Linked DNA regions of Mus musculus: region 1 is linked to region 2. Evidence: chromatin contacts called from public HiChIP or PLAC-seq data. All regions are on one chromosome and are shown on one strand. The core of a region is the stretch at or near the end of the contact, and the rest is flanking DNA. Distances in the headings are between cores, read along the strand shown. Region 1 has its middle 39 kb from the start of Cpne8. Region 2 has its middle 77 kb from the start of Gm36480.

Region 1 (3,169 bases), core at 279-2,778, 290 kb after region 2:
CAAAAACCAAAAACAAAATAACAAACAAAAAAAAAAACAACAACAAAAAAACAGTCACTTTTATGGGTTTCTAAAACTTCTAACATTTCCAACTGATTCTTTGGGACACTTCTTAGACCATTATTATGTGGTATATGTAAAGAATGTCATTAGAATCCCATAAGAGCCCATCTATTTGTGAATAAGAATCAGTATTCCTTTGAGTAGACATGGCTTCTTTTTGACACCCAGTGACTCCATTATGGAATTAGAGACTTAAATATAGGGGTGGTGGATCCCAACACGTGTCTTTTTTAACATTCCTGTTTGGGCCATGGGGAAGAATGACAGTTGACTATCACAAGCTTTAAAAAGCAGTGCCTCCAGTTGCAGCTGTGTGACAGATGTGGTTTCCTTACTGAAGCAGATTAACACGTCTCCTGGTACCTGGTATTCAGATACTGATCTGCCAGATGTCTCGCTCTATACCTGTGCATGAAAACCACCAGAAGAAATGTCTACGCTTTCAGTCGGCAAGGTCAGCAGGATAGCTTTACAGTATCTAAATTCCCCTGCCCTGGGCCACATAACTTACTGGGACTATTCTAGGTCTTGATCTTTGCCTCGTCCGCAAGCTATCACACAGGGCAACCATGCTGATGACATTTTGCTGACTGGGCCAAAGAAGCAGGAGGTAGCAACCATGTTGGACTTGGTGATAAAGCCTGTGCACGTTAGAGGATAGGAAACAAAGCCAACTGAATTGCCAAGGACCTCCTACCTCACTGAAATCTCCGGGAGTCTAAGTAGGGTGAGGCATGGAAGATCGTCCTGCTGAGGAGAAAGGTAGGTTCTTACACTTGACCTCTCCTGCCATGTCTAGCACAACTAGGTCTTAAGCTGATCGCAAGTGGTGAGGAAGTGAAGGAAGAACAGACAGACAGACAAACAGACAGACACAAATACAAAAATCTGGGTCAGGTGGTGGTGCTGGTGGTGGTATTGTGTGTTTTACAAACTATATAACAATCTGAGACCTCAGCAGTTTCAGCCTATAAACATCTCAGGGAAGGAAGACATAGTTGCTAGCTTCTGCACACTGGTCAGTCCTTCATAAACACTCATACTTGTCCACACCGTTAACATTCACACCTCAGAAGATGAAGGGTTTTGCCACTTCCAAGCCTGAACCGTATAGAAAAGGTACCTTAGTTAGGGTTTCCACTGCTGTGAACAGGCACCATGACTAAGGCAACTCTTATAAAGGACAACATTTAATTGGCGCTGCCTTACAGGTTCAGAGGTTCAGTCCATTATCTTCAAGGTGGGAGCATGGCAGCATCCAGGCAGGCATGGTGCAGGCAGAGCTGAGAGTTCTACATCTGCATCTGGCTACCAGTGGAAGACTGACTTCCAGACAGCTAGGACTAGGGTACTAAAGTCCACACCCACAGTGACACACCTACTTCAACAAGGTCACATTTACTCTAACAAGGCCACACCTCCAAATAGTGTCTCTCCCTCAGCCAAGCATATTCAAAGCATCACAAACGGCTTTACGAGTTGCTATGGGTCTGAGTCACAGATTCTTGGCATGGCTGTGCCCATGTCAAACACTACACATTCGCTCAGGACTTTATCAACTATTTACGTATTCATTCAGATTTTTATCAACTATTTACATTATTCATTCAGAGCTTTCTTGGCTTCCTATTACCAAGAAAAAAAAATGTACAAAACATGTGCCTGTTTGGAGTCTGGAGGCAGAAAACTTCTTAGTTGCATGATTTTCTTTAGCCTATATAGCAAATGACTCAGAAAACAAGTCAGAATACAGGTTGCTCTGTCAATTAGGCCCTTGGGATTTAGAACTAAGACCTGGCATCACCTGCAAGCAATAATATTTTGATGAACAGCTTCTGGCCTGCTATTGTACTTAGTGGAAGTTAAGCACTTAACAATGGGATGTCAGGCTAATATGTGACTTGAAGTGCCCATCGTGAGCTGGATGCATCTGGACCATCAAGTCATACAGTTGGACATAGCAGCATTCCATTATCAAATAGAAGTGGTATCTAAAGTGACCAAGCCACAAAAGGTCCCGAAGACACAAGCCAGTTACACAAAGACGTTGCCCCAATGTTTATGAATCCTATTCTTGCTACAACGTCTTCTATCCCCCTGGTGCCAAATCCAAATAAGGCCTTCTGCGGTGTGCCCTATGATTGAGTCACTGAGAAAGAGAAGGGTAAGGACTGGTTTACAGATGGTTCTGTGAGTTATGTAGGCATCATTCATAAGTTAACACCTGCATTGGTCCCTTTCTGGAACAGCCATGAAGGACACTAATGAAGGAAAATCTTCAGAGTGGGTAGAACTTAAACATGGTTGCATGTTTTTCTTAGAGGAAAAAATGGACAGATGTTCAGTTTATCCTGATTTATAGGCTGTAGTCAATAGTTTGTCTGGATGGTCAGACTTGGGAGTGTTATACTATTGTATGCTGTGAGGAAGGAGAGAGAATACACCAGTAGGCTCATGAAACAGCAAAATCTTTTGTTATTTCCACCACATAAGTGGAGTCACTGATCCATCAGGGCTGGTAGACAATGACTCAGAGCCTGCTTTCTTCTGGCAGCCTCCAGGGGCTGAAGCATGGTTAATAACCACAAAACCTGCAAGCACCTAAGCCGAGTTTCTGTTATGATTTTTATCAATCAGAACTCAGAGATTAGATACTGAATGTAAGAGATTTGCCCGACCAGTCAAATTCATTTGTTCTTCCTGTTGTTAGGAATAGCCATTATGTTTTGGGGAACTATTGTTGCTTAAAGTAGGCGTTTGGTCATCTTAGGTAAAATGGAGTTTGAAGGCAAAATGTCCCTGATGCATTGTCTAAGAATTAAGAGGTGGGAATGGGAATGGGTCCACTCAGCATCATGCTTAGTAACCCACTAGGGAAGAATTGCTTCCTGTTCCAATGATCTTGTGCCCTGCAGGCCTAGAAGTTAAATTTTTGCTTTCTGTTCCCATGATATTGTGTTCTGTGGTCCTATAAGTTTTGGCTCCAAAGAGAGGAATGCTTCTGACAGGAAAATTAACATCCTACAAAACTACAAGTCAACACTCCCCTTCTGGCCTTTTTCCCCCCTCTGGCTCCTGATAACTTTTGAGTCGACTGGCATAGAGA
Region 2 (2,908 bases), core at 390-2,889:
TCATGATTTCCTGAAGTGAATGCCAGGGAGGATCTGATATAGCCGCCAGAAAGTTCTCCTTAAATACAGATCTTTCCACTCTGTTTCTCTATCATGCTAGCTTCAGCCTCCTTCATTTCCCACAGCTTGTGGAATTTACCTGGCTCAATTGGTTTTTCTCACCTTGCAACTTATCAGGAAATGCTTTCTCAAACCTGTTTGCTAAATTTGCCCTTGAGACTGTTAGATAAACTAATTCCTCAGAATCCTCTGTAAGGTGGCTGTGTCAGACTTTATAGAAACTAACCAAAGGGTCTTTGTTTTGCTTTGTTTTTTTTAATTTAATTAACAAAAATTATATATATTCATGGAGTATAATATAATTTTGATGCATATGATATGTGTAGATTATTGAATGCCAAATAAAAATAATTACAGTACTTTGTGTGAATGTTGGTTAAACATTTAAAACATACCTTCTGCAATTGTTAAATATATTGTTATTAACTAGAGTCATTGTAGCATAATTAGTTAAGTTGAACTTATTCCTCTTAACCAATCCTGTCTTTTGCCCAAGAAATTTATTCTAAATGCATAGAAGACAATTTTAAATATGTGATTCCCTCATATAAACTTATTTTCCTAGAGGTAGTTTTTAAAGTAGTACATTCTATATAGGAGGTAGGGAAGAAAGTGAGGGAAAATAAGCAAATGGAAAAACAAAACAAAAACCAAAAATAACTCAGAGTTTAAAGAGAAAAAACTCCCCAGTGAGTCTGACAGAGAATAAAGCATATGCAGGAAACAGACAAACACACACACACACACAAATTAAAAAATACAAAAGTAACATATCCTATGCATAAGATTCCTGTGACCCTGGGATGCAAATCCCTAATCCTTTGTAAGCCATTGTCTTTGAACCTTTGATCATTCTCTATGTCCAGTCCTTGTCCACCCTTCAAAATGCTTTGCTTTCTTAGTAAACTTTGCTGTTAGTCATGTGTGTCTATCCAAAACCTCCTTCAGGGTCATGAGATCTTGGAAATCCCAGCAGATACTTAACCATATTCCTTGTTTACTCAAATCAATCTCCTTGACCTATGTTGAGTTGTTCATAGGTTTTTACATCATTTTGGTTTTGTCCATTTTGCTTTTATTTCCACTTTCCCCTCATTTTTATTTCTCAAGAGATCTGAATTTGAATAATAGCTTTACTCCCCACTCAGCTCCAGGAGAGCAGGCAATGCATGCATCTCTTAGAGTCTTAGTTGTCGCCTATGTAAAATGGCAGAAATAGGTTCTACCTTGAGGGTTATTATTTTGTTTTTAAGTTTACTTTGATTTTTATTTTGGGAGTTGGAGTTTTGGGGGAGGAGAAAAATAAAGTTGGTTGGATAGGGAAGTAGGGGAGATCTGGGGGGAACTAGTGTAATATCCAAAATAAGCTCAAGACCACTTAGCCCCTTCCCCTCTGAAGGAACTTTCAGAAACATAGTGGTCCAAATGACTGAGTCTACAGCTGCCAAAACAAAATGAGCTGTTCTCAGAAAAATAACCATAACAAGATAGCAGTTCCCAGAGAAATTCCCCTGCCCTCCGCTCCACAGTTAATTCTAAGAAAGACCACAAACCGTCCTGACATTGCTAGAATTCCCTGTGATGTTAATAGCTAAAAATCTGACCAAATCATAATAACCTACCATGGGAGCAGGCAAAGTGAGTCACTAGGCCAAAGGGTTACTTAGTCACTATGCAAACCAACAAACGCCTGAAAGGGTTACTTGCTACACCAATGAGAACCCTGTTGCCTAAATCTTCCCCTTACAAGGTATAAAAACTGTGTTCTTTCTTTGTTCTGGGTCTCTCCTCTGTCATGCATGCTGAGAGGGGGGTCCCCAACATGTTGGATCAATAAAAAAAAAAATCCTCTTGTGGTTTGCAGTGATGGCAGTATCTGTGGTCTTTGTGAGTGAGGGTCTCTTTTGATGAACTCTAACACTAGGAAAAGGGAAATAATTTTATCAAATATATTATCCTAAAAGTATAAATGAAATGAAGAATACAATTTTAAAAACAAACATATGATAATCCTCATATTGGTAGGAAAAGTCAACTTATACTAGTGCTTCTAAGAGTTCATTTAGTGGCTTGAGTTTCAATTTTGACTAAATTTCATATTCTTTAACTGCTTTTCATCTTTAGGGTTCCTTAACAGTTTTGATATGGAAATTGACATGATAGTAATTCTGTGTTTGTAGACATGATCCCATTTCATATCTCCCTCTGCTTTTGCTTCACAGGTGTTAGGTGGGGAAACCTGCCAATCTCTAACATGAAGACTTTGATGACGCTTTTGATAGAAAATTAGGTAACTTTTCTCTGGATATTTTGTAGAGAATATAGAATCTATCTGGGAACTTCTTTTCCACAAAACAGCATTAGAATATAAATAACTACTAGTTCTAATACAGAAAATTTCCTTTTTATTTCTTTCTTTGAAGTTTAACTGGTAGTTTTGTCTTCCCTAATAAAAAGCCCTGATACAAAGGATGTTTCAGAATTCTGGTGTCCAGCTCTGATTTCTTCATTATTCCATGAGCTTTTTGTGGAAAGTAAAAAAATGTCTGGCTTGCTACCCACATTCCTTTACCCATTTCTGACTAATATATCAGTCTATGTGTGTCTATTATTTGAATTGCGACTCCCACTGAGACTGTTTTAAAAGCCTCATTCCACACAAATACAAGAAGTTGAAAAGTTCATGGTGAGTCAGTGCTCATCTTCTCAGTGCAGAGATGAACCCACAACTTCCAAGGCAGGCCCAATCTCGACCTTGCAGACATGATCTCATCTACAAAGCTCATTCCAAAGAAACAGGTTGTCCAGTTACAAAAAATGCAGACAGAGAAAAGGAGAAAGAACCAAT

The links. HiChIP or PLAC-seq counts read pairs in DNA pulled down with a chosen protein or histone mark.
Region 1: a contact with region 2 is called in a CTCF HiChIP or PLAC-seq map of the NIH/3T3 cell line, with 8 read pairs. The contact joins two enhancer-like sites.

Annotation. Positions count from the first base shown.
Region 1 is chr15:90,716,408-90,719,576 of GRCm38.p6, forward strand. No RefSeq gene overlaps it. Among named protein-coding and RNA genes, the nearest start is that of Cpne8, 39 kb to the left of the region's middle. Within about 2 kb of position 1,529, at least 17 of the 459 cell types and tissues checked have an H3K27ac peak or open chromatin away from gene starts, as enhancers often do. A contact at or near this core is called in the NIH/3T3 cell line, where this site is marked.
Region 2 is chr15:90,429,597-90,432,504 of GRCm38.p6, forward strand. No RefSeq gene overlaps it. Among named protein-coding and RNA genes, the nearest start is that of Gm36480, 77 kb to the left of the region's middle. Within about 2 kb of position 1,640, at least 29 of the 459 cell types and tissues checked have an H3K27ac peak or open chromatin away from gene starts, as enhancers often do. A contact at or near this core is called in the NIH/3T3 cell line, where this site is marked.